Linked DNA regions of Mus musculus: region 1 is linked to region 2. Evidence: chromatin contacts called from public promoter capture Hi-C data. All regions are on one chromosome and are shown on one strand. The core of a region is the stretch at or near the end of the contact, and the rest is flanking DNA. Distances in the headings are between cores, read along the strand shown.

What was found. Promoter capture Hi-C pulls out the DNA fragments that hold promoters and counts their contacts.
Region 1: a contact with region 2 is called in a promoter capture Hi-C map of 3T3-L1-derived adipocytes, with 5 times the contacts expected there. The contact joins the promoter of Rfwd3 here to the enhancer-like site in region 2. A contact is called at or near these places in 17 of 39 promoter capture datasets (the 3T3-L1 cell line, 3T3-L1-derived adipocytes, the C10 cell line and 11 more), 32 of 484 Hi-C or Micro-C datasets (the 3T3-L1 cell line, 3T3-L1-derived adipocytes, the AML12 cell line and 25 more), 3 of 115 datasets of contacts at active chromatin or transcription factors (bone marrow-derived macrophages, embryonic stem cells and stem cell-derived neural progenitor cells) and 4 of 9 other capture datasets (adipose tissue, liver, macrophages and 1 more).

The regions. Positions count from the first base shown.
Region 1 is chr8:111,295,734-111,303,034 of GRCm38.p6, reverse strand. It overlaps Rfwd3 (ring finger and WD repeat domain 3), which reads left to right and starts at 2,813. Exons shown (of 13, transcript NM_146218.4): 1 at 2,813-2,900; 2 at 5,393-5,900. The coding sequence starts at 2,855.
Region 2 is chr8:111,184,171-111,191,808 of GRCm38.p6, reverse strand. Glg1 (golgi apparatus protein 1) reads left to right here. Exons shown (of 26, transcript NM_009149.3): 6 at 548-619; 7 at 2,959-3,142; 8 at 3,881-4,095. Among named protein-coding and RNA genes, the nearest start is that of 9430091E24Rik, 42 kb to the right of the region's middle. Within about 2 kb of position 6,283, at least 100 of the 459 cell types and tissues checked have an H3K27ac peak or open chromatin away from gene starts, as enhancers often do. A contact at or near this core is called in 3T3-L1-derived adipocytes, the AML12 cell line, the HL-1 cell line and 6 more, where this site is marked.

The sequences.
Region 1 (7,301 bases), core at 1,564-4,063, 110 kb before region 2:
TACGGCCTTGTGTGAAAGCAATCTACCAGTAGAAGTACATCCCCTGCATCCAATTTTGCATTTTAAAGTATACATACATACATACATACATACATACATACATACATACATAAGACTAGGGATGCCTTCAGAAACTAGACGTGTCAGATCGCCTGGAGCTGGAGTTACAAAGGGTTAGAAGCTGCCTTATGTGGATTCTGGGAAACAAACTGAAGAGCCGCAAGTGTTCTTATCCATCGAACCTTCTCTCTGACCCCTTGTTTTAAGGACAGGATCTTACTCTGTAGCCCAGACTGGCCTGAAACTTCCTATGTAGCCCAGACTTGCTCAAACTTACAACAATTCTACTGCTTCAGTCTCTTAAATGCTGGGAATTTGCATGGTTCAAATTTCTTTTACCATGTGATATGGTACCAATGTACTTACAATTATTGTTGTTGTTGAAGTACTGGATCTTGAACCCAGGGCCTCAGAGATGCTAGGCAAATGCTTTACCATTGTGCTACACTTATTAATTTCTTAATTAAAAAATTTTGGGGTGGGGTATAAATAAATAAATAAATAAATAATTTCCAGGAGATTGTTCAGTATTTGATCATGGGCCTATGTATTCTGCTATGTGAAAAGTAGTTCGGAATTAGAGAGATCAGCAGTTACAAGCACACTGCCCTTCCAGAGGACCCAGGTTCAATTGTACACATCAAAATGGCAGCTCACAACAGTCTGTAACTCCAATTCCAAGAGATCTGAAGACCTCACACAGGCATACATGCAAACAAAACACCAATGCACATTTAAAAGACATGATAAAAATCCAAAGTCTAGAGAATACTTATAAATCCCAGCACCAAGGAAGAAACTCAGGAAGATTGGGAGTTCAAGGACAGCTGGGTCCACCTGGGCTATAAGAGACTGTCTCAGAAAAGAAAAGGAATTCAAGATATATTTACGTTTCTTATCTATATTTAAATAATTTTTAAAGATTTATTTATTATACATAGGTACACTGTAACTGACCTCAGACTTACCAGAAGAGGGCATCAGACCTCATTACGGGTAGTTGTGAGGCACCATGTGGTTGCTGGGATTTGAACTCAGGACCTTCGGAAGATCAGTCAGTGCTCTTACCTGTTGAGCCATCTCTCCAGTCCTATATTTAAATATTTTACATAAAGCTAATAAAGACTTTGATGGCTAGAGTCAAATTTTCTGTTTGCTTCCTTTCATTGTGTAATTAGCCAACAAAGAGAACCGTTCAAGATTTTTCTTCCTGGTCCACAAAATATCCGTGTACATACAAAAATAAAAAAATCCTTTCTCCTGCTGGGCGTGGTGGCGCACTCCTTTAATCCCCGCACTCGGGAGGCAGAGGCAGGCAGATTTCTGAGTTCGAGGCCAGCCTGGTCTACAAAGTGAGTTCCAAGGCAGCCAGGGCTATACAGAGAAACCCTGTATCGAAAAACAAACAAACAAACAAACAAACAAAAATCCTTTCTCCTTATTTTAGCCACTCGGGACACCAGCAGCAGCTTGTTCTGATAGCAAGAAAAGGGAAAGGATAACTGTCGGTACACGGGGAACTGAAGAAGTGGCTCACAGGTAGAAAACTGGCTGCTAGTCCCCAGGCTCCGTTCCCAGCACTTACTTATTTTCTGTATATGAGTACACGGTTGCTGTCCTCAGACACACCAGTAGAGGGCACCAGATCCCACTGATGTTTGTGAACCACCATGTTCCTGGGAATTGAACTCAGGACTTTTGGAAGAGCATTACAGTGATGTTAACCACTGAGCCATCCCCTCAGCACTGTGAAGAGGGCTTTTGGGTTGTTTGTTTGTTTGTTTGTTTGTTTAAAGACCTTTAAGTAAGATTTCCTTCTTCAGAAACATGTTTGGAAAATCTTACGTGACAATTTATATTTCCAAGCCATTTATCATAGTAGTTTTCAAGTTGAAGACATTGTGCAAGATTTAAAAAAAAAATTTTTTTTTCCGACCATTGCGGACAAGTTGCTCAACCCAATGAGAGACTCTACAGGCTCTGGAACTCTGGGGACAAACTTTTAAAATCATCGATAAACTCTTTAATAAAACCTTAGGAAGAAGCAGGGGAAGTCACTTTTAAAGAATTATTTATTTATTTTATGTATATGAGTACACTGTTGCTGTCTTCAGACACACCAGAAGAGGGCATCTGATCCCATTACAGGTGGTTGTGAGCCACCATGTGGTTGCTGGGACTTGAACTCAGAACCTCTGAAAGAGCAGTCAGTGCTCTTAACCACTGAGCCATCTCCCCAGCCCCCGGGAAGTCACTTTTAACATTTTCTTTCTTTCTTTATTTTCTTTTCTTTTTTTGGTTTTTCGAGACAGGGTTTCTCTGTATAGCCCTGGCTGTCCTGGAACTCACTTTGTAGACCAGGCTGGCCTCTGCCTCCCTGAGATTAAAGGCGTGAGCCATCACCGCCCGGCCACTTTTAACATTTTTCACTCTCAGTAGAAGAGGAAGGGGAAAAAAAAAAAAAAAAAAACCAACTCTCTTCCTCAGGGCTTCTTCCCGCCGAACAGTTCAAAGGAAGGGGCGCGAGATGGCGGACTCCGCACGACTACCAATTGCAGGAGGCGCCTTGGCCGGAGGTTCTCGCCCAGAAATGTATCAAAGGCTGACCAATGAGGGCGCCACTATTTCAGCTGGCGGCGACCGACGGAAGAAGAAGAGAAGAGATTGGTCGCCGTCCGCAGTGGCTGGCCAATAGGAGCTCGCCGAGCCGCGGCTCCAGCGGGGGCGCCTCAGGGTCCAGAAGAGCTGCTGGGCGCGGGCGGAGCGGGTGCGCAGTAGGGGATGCGCGGTAACGATGGCCGAAGTCGCGGTCGGCCAGGCGTCCGACTTGGTCCCCTCAGGTGAGGCTGCTCCCTGCTTCTTCTCCGCCCTGGGGGCCTCTGGATGCGGGTGGTGGTCCCTTGCTCTGCGGCTGCTCACGGGGCCCAGCGAGGTGGGCGGAGGGCGCGCTGGGAGCTCGGCGGTCTCCTTCGGTCCGGCCTGAGGACCTCGACCTTCTTCCTCCTCCTTTCCTGAGGAATGGGGGGTGGGGGAGAGCTCGGGAGGAGCTGAGACGGGGCTCGGCTCGCACCGATTGCGGACCCTCCACGGAGTCGTTCTCCGGGTGCTTCCCGCGCGGGTCGAGCCCCGGTGACTGACTCTTTGACCCTTGTCGCTCGCTGTTTTAACTTTTATCACCGCAGCGGAACTGCGACCGAAGGATATTTTCATTCTCCTCTTCCTGCGGGGAGGCGGGCGTGGGCAGACAGGTTAGGAAACTTAACTTTGGTTCCGCAGCTACTAACAGGGCGAGCCTGGATACGAACCCGGGTCTGACTGAATCCCCGCGGGCTCCCGGCGACCTGTTTATTGGGGCAGCCGTCGCTCCCGCCTTCTGTGTTTATCGAAACCAAAGCTTAGCAAGGGTGGGGGGCAGAGGTGGAGTTCACGGTCTGAGGGCCGCTGACTTTTCGGGGCCATCGGACTAGCGTTTGTGTCACTTAAAGAAGGGGCTCATACGAGCACGAGCCCAGGATTTGGGGAACGTGTTTTGTTTTTGGATGTGTGTGTGTGTGTGTGTGTGTGTGTGATTGAGGAACTAAATTGTAAACTTTAAATAGCAGCCTGTAAGAAGCACTGTTCAGAGAGGACAGTTAAGTGCATCTAGACCTAACTTAGGCATGCTTATTTGTGACAGTCCCCCTCTGGAATCCGGACTGCTCTCAAACTTGAGGCAATCCTCCTCTCTCTCTCTAATGATGGAATTACAGTTTTGAGGAAATATGCAAGGAGTATGGGGGGGGGGAGCTATTTTTAAAAGATAATTCTTGTGAGGATGTCGTTAAACTTTAGAGCCATATTAAAAGCATCAGTTCACATATTTTTGAGTAGTGAAGAGCTTAATTTTTAAAGCCTATCACCTTTTTTGCATAAAAATTTAAAATTGATAAGATTCTTTTCTAGAAGTCTGCTAGAGTTTTAGTAGTGAACAGCTCCTGGTATATTCTTGATTGTAGCTTTTGGTTTATCATTTTGGACTTTTTTTCCTTGTGTTTTTGAGAAGTGGAAGACACGATCAGTATTATTTAGCACCAGCAGTGACAGTCAATGGATGCTGTGTGAACTTCACTGCTGTTACCTTCTAGTTGAAATCAGAACTGGTTGCTCTCTAGACATGCCATGGAAGGAAGTTTTATTTTAAAATACTGAACAGTGCTAAAAATTAGAATAAGAAAAAAAACCTGCATTTATTACTCAGGTCTAATGAATCTTAGACTTTATTTTTTAGTTAATTAAATTTATTTCTTAAGGGCTGGAGAGATGGCTCAGTGGTTAAGAGCCACTAACTGCTCTTCCAAAGGTCCTGAGTTCAAATCCCAGCAACCACATGGTGGCTCACAACCACCCTAATGAGATCTGATGCCCTTCTTCTGGTGTGTCTGAAGACAGCAATAGTGTACTCATATTCATAAAATAAATAAATCTTTTTAAAAATTATTTCTTAAAATGAGACCCTGCTAAATAGCTCAGGCTGTTTGGAAACCTGCATTGTAGTTCGGGCGAGTACAGTTTGCCATTCTCCTGCCTCTGACTTCACCCTCTAGGGGCTAGGATTACAATATGTCACCAAGTCCAGCCATCTTGGCTTTGTTGCAATTGCATATGTGCTGGGATAAATCCAAAGGCCTTGTGTATGCTAGGTTAGTGCTAAGCTGCAACCCCTAGTCTCACTTTCGGGTTTTTCCTCACATTTAAATGTTATAAGTACAAACATGTCTGCTTGTGAGAATGTCTTCTGTGGCCTGGCTGAAAGCAGATAGGTGCCAGGTGGTGGGCCATATGCTTAGTGTGTGCAGGGCCCTGCATTCAGTCTCCCAGCACCACATGACCAAAAAGTGACATTTCTGTTTGTCCTTTGTCACTTTTGATGCTATGAAAGGTTAACTGTTACCTGCTACATACAGTGTTATATTTGTTTTTGGTAAATGTCTATATGCAGTTGGAGACACTGTTGCTAGGTTTCTGGGGGATTACTTTTGTATCCAATAATTAAGCCTCATTATTATTTTGGCCTTTTTCTTTTGGAACCGTGCTTATAGGAAAATGGTTGTAAATGGTTTGGTTTGGTTTTGGGTATAAAGTCTTATTCTTTAGCCCAGGCTGGCCCTGAGTTCATGGTGATCTTCTATGGTTCAGAGTTGGTTGCCAAAACATTTTTTACTATTGGGATTTTATTTTTAACCCTTGTTTTGCTAATAAAAGATCTTAAACAGAAATTCTGAAAGACATGTCAACTCCATAACATTTTTTAAACCTATTTTACTAATATGTTTTATAAATACTGTATCCCCAGAGATGGATCATGAAGTGATATACAGTCATCTTCAGGGACCATTAGAGGGTACTATAGAACCAGCTACTCCAACTGAAGTCGTCAGCAATGGGGCACCTCTCCAGCCTGCCCCTGCTGAACTGGCCAATAGCCAAGGTGGAGCACATGTTCAGCCTGCCCCTGCTGAAGTGGTCAGCAGCCAAGATGGACTGCCCACTCTACAGCCTCTGCCACCAGCATCCATTGATTTGACGGAGGAAGTACAGCCCTCAGAAGAAAATATGGAGGTTGTCAATCCTGGAACTTCAGAGGAGCCTAGTCAGGGATCTGGTGCTAACCCAACCGCCGGAGCTGCTAGATCCGTTTCAATGAACAACTTCATCAGCGGGCTGCAGAGGCTTCATAACATGCTGGAATTGCTGAGACCTCCACCTGCAGACCACAGTGTGGGGCCAATAAGAACAAGGAGGAGGATGGCACCCATTTTGAGGGCCAGAGCTGGAGAGTCTCAGAGGCAAGACAATGGCAGGTAAAATATGAATTAAGGGATTGATGCCACTCTGAGGTACCACTCTCAGGCTCAGATTCTGGTCACATCCCCAGTGCCACCAAGGTTAACTTTTCAGAATTCCCACATCCTGGTAGGTCAGATAAAATTAGTGCTTGCTTTGTTTATTTCATTTAGTATTGAGTTGGGTCTCAATGGCGTGCTTTGAACACTAGAGGCAAGTTTATCAGCAACAGTATCTTTTAATAGTTGACCTCTTTTAGTTTTCAATTAAAAATGTTTTCAAATGCGTATATGAGCTGTGTGCATGCCTGTGTATGCACGGGTGTTGAGGAGGGGTCTCAGTTGAACCTAGAACTCTCCCATATGGCTAGTTTAAATAGCTAGCTTGCTCAGGGAATCTCTTGTCTTCCTGAGTTACAAGTGGCCATCCTTGTGTTTACACATGTTCTGAGTATTTGAATTCTGGTCCCTGAGTTTGGATGGCAGGTGACTTACCCTGAGCTTCCCAGCCATGGTGTACGCCCTCGGCTTTTAAGATTTTTTTTTTTTTTTTTTTAATGTATGGTGGTGCATGCCTTTAATCTTAGCACTTGGCAGGCAGATCTCTGGGTTTGAAGTTAGCATGATCTACATAAATCCTGTCTCAAAAAATCAAAATCAAATAACTAAGTTAAATCATGGGGTGGCGCATGCCTCTAATCCCAGCACTCGGGAGGCAGAGGCAGGCAGATTTCTGAGTTCGAGGCCAGCCTGGTCTACAGAGTGAGTTCCAGGACAGCCAGGGCAGTACAGAGAAACCCTGTCTCGAAACATCAACAACAAAAAAAGACCAGTGGCTGCTCTTCCAAAGAACCAGGGTGTAATTCCTAGTACTCACATGACAGATAACAACTGTCTCTACCCTCAGTTCCAAAGGATCAGATGTCTCTCTTCTGGCCTTTGTACTGCATTCATTCAGGTGGTGCACAGATATACATGCAGGCAAAATGCCACACGAGTTTTTTTTTTTTTTTTTTTTTTTTTTATTTATTTATTATATGTAAGTACACTATGTAGTTGTCTTCAGACACTCCAGAAGAGGGAGTCAGATCTCGTGATCGGATGGTTGTGAGCCACCATGTGGTTGCTGGGATTTGAACTCCTGACCTTCGGAAGAGCAGTCGGGTGCTCTTACCCACTGAGCCATCTCACCAGCCCGCCACACGAGTTTTTAAAAAAAAAAAAAAAAAAAAAAAGAAGGGGTCAGCCAGGTGTGGTGCATTCTTTTAATCCCAGCACGTGGGAGGTGGAGTCAGGAGGATCTCTGAGTTGGAGGCCAGCCTGGTCTACATAATGAGGATACCTTGTCTTAAAACAAAAAATAAACAAACAAAAGAACTACGCTTAGTTAAGAACAGATAAAAAGGATTTCTTAGTTTT
Region 2 (7,638 bases), core at 5,034-7,533:
CCAGCCTGGTCTACAGAGTGAGTTCCAGGACAGTTAGGGCTACACAGAGAAACCCTGTCTCAAAACAAACAAACAAACAAACAAACAAACAACAAAAGGGAAAGAGAAATTATCTAATGTTAAAGCCAAGTCCTTGGATAGAGCCTGATGATTCATTAGACACCTCTTAGTTCTTCTCTGTCTACATTTCCTTCCTGCTTTTCTTCTTCCTTTGCTTCCTTCTTTCCTTTCTGTGCTGCAGATTGAATGCAGTACCTTATACATGCTGGATCCCTGATCTTTGTATACACTTTAGCACTATCTGTCTTTTCTGACTCACGTATGCCCTCCCCTTCTGCCTGCTGTTTTGAAATTTTAAAATTAACTATCAGAGCCACTGATTATAAAGTTTTATTGACTGTGGTATCAAATTGTAAGAGAGTCCCTCTGATAATGTCCTTGAGTTTTTGAATTAACAGTGTATTTAATAAAAGTTCTGTATAAGACTGGATATATCACAGCAAAACTACTTAGCTAATAGTAATAATATGTATGTTTTATCTTATAGACACAAGCTGGTGAAGGAAGAGTGTATAAATGCCTATTTAACCATAAGTTTGAAGAATCCATGAGTGAAAAGGTACCTCTTTGAAAAGAACTAAGTCTTACTAATTTCATAAAGCTTTCACAAACTCTTGCTTCCTTTTTTGGTTTAGGTTTGAGTGATTGTTTCTGGAATACAGTCTCATAGCCCGAATTGGCCTTAATCTCAGCATGGAACCAAGGAATTTCTTGAAATTCTGATCCTCCTTCCTCTGCCTCCTAAGTGCTGGGGTTAGCATGCGCCACCACTCCCAGCTTTCACAGACATGTTCTTATATAGTTTTCTTGTGGTATTTACAAAGGGTTGATTTCAAAACACTACCCACATACTCAAACACCGAGAAACTTAGTGTTTCTTATATAAAATGGCACGGTGTTTGTGTATAACTTAAGCAATTTCTCCTGTGATTTTTTTTTTTTTATTTTATTATTTTTTTTTTTTATTCATTTATTATATGTAAGTACACTATAGCTGTCCTCAGACACTCCAGAAGAGGGCGTCAGATCTCGTTACGGATGGTTGTGAGCCACCATGTGGTTGCTGGGATTTGAACTCCTGACCTTCGGAAGAGCAGTCGGGTGCTCTTACCCACTGAGCCATCTCACCAGCCCCCATCTCCTGTGAATTTTAAATAGTGTCTAGATCTCTTAAAATACCTCACATAATGCAGATGAGGTGCTGCTATAACGAAATTGCTACGTTATATTGTTTAGGGGATAATGGTTACAAAATCATTTGTCTATAGTTAATGCAAACACATTTTTCTTTTTCCCAAATATTTTCAAACTCTGATTCTACAGAATTGCCTTTATCGAGGTATGAATGACTGATGAATTGAGACGTTCTGGGTATTAATGACTGATGAATTGAGACACCTTTGTTTAAGTACATGAAGTATATTTGAATAAACTGGTGTGAGAGCACATGATGGCACTCAGAAGGCTAAGGCGGGGGGGGGGGGGGGGATTTAAAGTTTGAGGCCAGTCTGAATACACAGTCATACTCCATCTTAAAATCAAGTAAAGCCTGGCATAATTGTTTAGAGGGTAAAGGCACATGTCACCAAGCCTGATGACTTTGAGTTCATCCCAGAGCCCACATGATTGGAGGGAGGATTACTCAATCTCTGCAGGTTGTCCTCTGGCCACACACATGCTATAGTACACTCACCCACCCCCAGCGCGCGCACGCGCGCGCACACACACACACACACACACACACACACTATAAATAAATAAATGTAAAAAATAATATATTTGCCTCAAACCAAAAAGGGAGGCAGGGAAGAACCTCTAATCATGATGCCTATATAATCAAATGTTATTTGGGAGTAAAATTGAAGAAAAAAATTTAAGATTTATTTATTTTATTTATGTAAGTACACTCTAGCTGTTTTCAACCATACCAAAAGAAGGCATCAGATCCCATTACAGATGGTTGAGAGCCACTATGTGGTTGGTGGGAATTGAACTCAGGACCTCTGGAAGAGCAGTCAGTACTCTTAACCACTGAGCTATCTCTCCAACCCAAAGAAAAAATTTTACCCAGGATCACATTAATGCTAGCTCTGCATACTCGGGTAGTATAGGCTAACCACACCAATATCCTTCATAGATAGCCAGTTGTTTAATTTTTCATTATTATCTCATTAAATATTCTTATTACTATTAGTCCTGTCACTGAATGGATACAAGAATCTTTCTAATACTTTGGTTTTGTAATTCTAACTTTTGTTTTCTTATATAGTAAAGTATTTACTGTGTTCAGAGTAATAGAAAGTTCTGTATAATAGAACAGCCAAATATAATATTAGTTCTTGTGAAATTTATACCAGAAGTATGGTTGAAGAAGGAAGAATACTTTGTGTCAAGTTTAGTATATTTGAACCCTCCAAAAACCTATGTGATGTCCTAGCAACAGTTAGCTACTAATTTACTGCCTGATTTCACTTTCCCAGTGATTTACTCCTTACTCTTTCCATACTAGAGTCAGATTTTTTTATTATCATTTTATTTTCATTTATTATTTTTCATATATGAATGTTTTGCCTGCATATATGTAGATACACTGTGTGTGTGTCAGCAGAAGTTGGAGAGGGCTTCATAGAGCACCCTTGGAACTGTCATTGTAGATGGCTGTGAGCCACCATGTAAGTGATGAGAATGGAGCCTGGGTCCTCTGAAGAGATGCAAGAGCTCTTAACTGCTGAGTCATATCTCCAGACCTTAGAGCCAGATTCAAAACAAACGTACAGATAGGTGTTTTGGTAAAAAGTGCAACTTGCTTGGTTCTGAGTTTCTGCTTTTCAGAGATAGCTGAGCCACAGTAAGTCTCAGGGTAGACTTAAGGTTTCGTTCCTTATCCTCTTTCCTCAGTGTAGAGAAGCACTAACTACACGCCAGAAGCTCATTGCCCAGGATTATAAAGTCAGTTACTCATTAGCCAAATCCTGTAAGAGTGACTTGAAAAAATACCGGTGCAATGTGGAAAACCTTCCTCGGTCCCGGGAAGCCAGGCTCTCCTACCTTCTGATGTGCCTGGAGTCAGCAGTGCACAGAGGTGATGTTCTTTTTCCTTTTCTCCTTTCACTCCTTCTTCAGTTCACATTCCAAAGCTTCTTGTACCTGTAATTAGTAGTTTTCTTCTGCATTTTTTGAACCTTTTGATTTTTAGAATGACTACTGGAACAGTCTTTAGAAGAATGGGAGAACATTAATGTCACATGAGTTTTTGGTCAGAGTGATGTGACTTCAAATCCTGGGTCTATTACTAAAGTAACTGGGTAACTTTTTTTGTTTGGACTTGAGGACTGAGTGGGGTGGTTGCTGCTTTTTATGTTCTCCCTGTTCACATTTATAGCTCCAAGACATGGGGAGCCATCATGAATTTTGGAAGAATAGTCTTTTCCACAAACTTTAGCTGTATAGGGCAATAACGATTGTTCTCAGTTTATTTACTGCCCCGATAGCTTTCGTATTGCTATGTAGCATGAATGTGACCATGAGTTCAATCCCCTGCATCAGAAAAAGGACTTGCTTTGGCAGAACATTTGTATTATGGTTGATAAGATCTATAGTGCACAACCCTGCAGGCTAAACCTGGGTCTAAGCTTTTTTTTTTTTCTTTTTCTTTATGCTGCAAAAGTTTTACCATGTTCTAAGCATTTCAGTCCAGATAGTAATTCCATCTGGAAAGGCTGTGGGTTATTCTTTTCCAGACAGAAACGTAGTTTAACATGTAGAGCTTTCTGGTCCTCAGACTCCCATTTCATAACTGTCTGACTTACCCCTGACACAGGGCGGCAGGTGAGCAGTGAGTGCCAAGGTGAGATGCTGGATTACCGACGCATGCTGATGGAAGACTTCTCTCTGAGCCCCGAGATCATCCTGAGCTGTCGAGGGGAGATTGAACACCATTGTTCTGGATTACATCGGAAAGGGCGAACCCTCCACTGTCTGATGAAAGTGGTTCGGGGTGAAAAGGGGAACCTTGGAATGAACTGCCAACAGGCGGTAAGGAAAAATATTTCTGCTGCCACTTGACTGTTTTCTTAGGATTACTATTGCTGTGATGAAACACCATAACCAAAACAGCTGGGAAGAAAGGGTTATTTTAAATGCTTGTTCTTTCACATCGTACTCCACCATCATTGAAGGAAGTCTAGGCAGGAACTCAAGCAGGAATCTGGATGCAGGAACTGATATGGAGGCCATAGAGGATTGCTGCTTACTGGCTTTGGCTTGCTCAGCTTACTTTTTTATAGAACCCAGGACCATCTGCCCAGAGGTGGCACCACCCACAGTGAACTGGGCACTCAATTGCTAATTAAGAAGATGCCCCTGAGCTGAGCCGGGTGTGGTGGCACATGCTTTTAATCCCAGCACTGAGTTCGAGGCCAGCCTGGTCTACAGAGTGAGTTCCAGGACAGCCAGGGCTACACAGAGAAGCCCTGTCTCAAAAAACCAAAAAAAAAAAACAAACAAAAAAAAAATTGCTGTGGAGCTAGGTAAAGGAAATCCATTGTTTTCCTGTTTCTAAAGAACTTGCCAGTTTGGATTACGAAAGACAGAATAAAGGCAAATCACTTTCTTCAAAATGAGAGGCTATTAGGAGAAGAGAACTTGCCTGTCTTAACAAGTTTGATTGAGTTGAAATTGAGAGTTGACATGAATGGAAAATTTCTGCCAGTTTACTTTTTTACGATATGCCACAAGTCTGAAGGATCATCCTCAGAATCAAGTGTCTTTATTGATTAAATCAGGGAAACTATAAGCAGAAAGATCTGTCTTTCACCAGCTCCAAACTTTACAAACAAGAATATAAAGATAGTCTTTTCCACAAACACTTAGCTTTCGTATTGCTATATAACATGAATGCAACCATGAGGTCAGTCCCCTACATCAGAAAAAGGACTTGCTTTTTCTGGGAGAAAATGAAGTGACTCTTGATCCTGTGTTTATGAGCAGCGCAGTCCTGCAGATCACAGTACAGAGTCAGCACAGTGCATGCAGAACATCGTCTCCTGCCTTTGACCATGTTTGTTATTTGTATGGGTTAAATCTCCTGCAGTTTAGCATACCAGGTGCAAGCCTCTACAACATAGCACTCTCTGCAATGACTTTCCCTTTTAAAGCAGGAAAGATACTTTAGTTTTATAACCTAAGTCACGCTTTAGGAAACCACAATTCATTTGTTACTTTGTTTTGGCTATTTTTATTAAACACTAAATACTACTTGAATTTTCTTTTCTTCTTCTCTCTCCTTTTTTTTAAAATGGTTTGAAGGCATTTATTGTAGAAAGGCAGCCACGTGGAGGGGGGAAGGAAAGGGGAGAAGGAGAGCAAGAGGTAAGAGACAAGGAGAGAGCAAGAGCTTAAGAGCAAATTTTATTTTCTAGTTAATCATGTAAAATCAAATTTGTACAGTTGGGCTGGAGAGATGGCTCAGCGGTTAAGAGCACTGACTGCTCTTCCAAAGGTCCTGAGTTCAAATCCCAGCAACCACATGGTGGCTCACAACCATCCCTAATGAGATCTGACGCCCTCTTCTGGGGTTTCTGAAGACAGCTGCAGTGTACTTAATAAATAAAGAAATAAATCTTTAAAAAATTTTTTTTTGTACAGTCTATAACAATTTTATAGTCTGAAATACAAGTTTACATGAGCTTTAGATATGGAGTCAGGTTTTGTTAACCATGACCCAAAGTAGATACTAACAGCAGTTACATTGTGCATGTCGGTGCTGGGATGGGAAGACCAGTGCAGCCTCTTCTCTCAAACAGCAGAATCAGCTGGAGGGCTGCTCTGGAGGCTGCAGTGAGACTGTGAGGATGAGTGTGCTGTGCTCCTCTGCAGTCCTGTTTGTTGGCAGTTGCCCCGGGTGCCCTTTGTGCCAGTGAATATGCCTGGCTGCAGTCCAGGATGAATCAGGAGACGGCCTCTGCTGTGTTTGCTTTTCATCCTTAATTCCATCTAGTAAGGTTGTGGAAGGAGGATAGGAAAAAAGGAATCTATCTATAGTAAGCTTACACCTATTGTAAAAATGTTCAGGAAAAAAATAGACTGGACTCAACTCTGTTTTGAGGCACATAGTTCACTATGAGGTTTTTGGAAAGTTAGCTTCGTTAAAAGAACTAGTGACTCAGCTTCAAAGATAAATAAGTTCCGCCTACACCACCCTTTGTGCCCAGAAGAAGAAAGTGCTTTCCAAACCCAGAGGGCAAGCACAAATAGTGAACTGTGTGGTTTTGACTGCATTAAGACTGCTTAGGAAGGAAGCACTTCATTTTTATTGTATGGATTCTATTTTTTAAAAGCCTTTTCTCACAAAAACTAAAGGCAATTTTTCCAGAAGGATAGAGTCGTCCTTTGTCTTCTATATTATCTAGCCTTAGTCAAACTGAAGAATATCTTTGAGCAATTTGGGTGGGTTTCTTTTTACTTTGAAAGTTTTATTCCTTGACACAACAGACTTCAACATCTGTCTCTAGATTAATTTAATGAACTGGTAATGGTTATCAGCAAGTGCTGAACTGTAAAGTATGTGGATAATTATTATCCTAATGAGTGTCCACTCCTCCAGATTTACCACAGTTACGACAGGGCTATGACTAGCCTATGCTTCTCACATCAAGGATGGCTGCATAATGCATTCTCCAGACCAAGTCTCTCCGGAGCTTTGCTCGGGGTTTTTTTGTTAATATCAGGGGCCAGAATGTATATACAATCATAACATCAGTTTATAGTCTATTTTTCCTTTTTTTTTTTTTTTTGTTTTTGTTTTTGTTTTTGTTTTGAGATAGGGTCTCTTTATGTAGCCCTGACTATCCTAGAACTTGCTATGTAGATCAAGCTAACCTCGAATTCACCGAGATCCAATTGCCTCTACCTCCCAAAGCCTCAGATTAAAGGGGTTCCTTCATCATTGCACCTGGCTCAGTTTGTATTCCAATTGCATATTTTCCTCACTCCCTACACTGAATTCTAGAATGGCAATAATTCCTTGAATTATTAGCCTACTAGATGCCATGGGATACTAGAAAAAAGATATTACTATCTTGATCTTGGTCATCCGGTGTCAAAATTTGCTCACAAAGTTATTTTTCTACCAGCAAGCTATAATATTCTTTAGCTTTTCCAAATTACCAACAATAATTTATAGAAATACTTTCTATCCCAGAATATTGACATTTTCCCTATATTTCTCTCTTAATGATTTTTTTCTAGGATAATAGAATTGGGATCTTTATTTTATCTAAAATCTGTATGTATGTAAAGGGGCCAGAGCTTTGTTATGAACCATTGTGGGATCCCAGGTCAGATGTGTACAGATCAGAAAAGGCTCCAAGAAAGGGTAAACCAGTGACACAGAGCATGTCTAAACGTGTTTGTTTGTTTGTTTATTTGTTAAAACGGGGTTTCTCTGTGTGGCTCAGGCTGTCCCAAAACTCACTCTGTAGACCAGGCTAACCTGGAACTCAGTGATTCAACAGCCTTGCCTCCTGAGTGCTGGGATTAAAGGCACATTCCCCTCCTCTTCCCCCCCACCCATGCCCC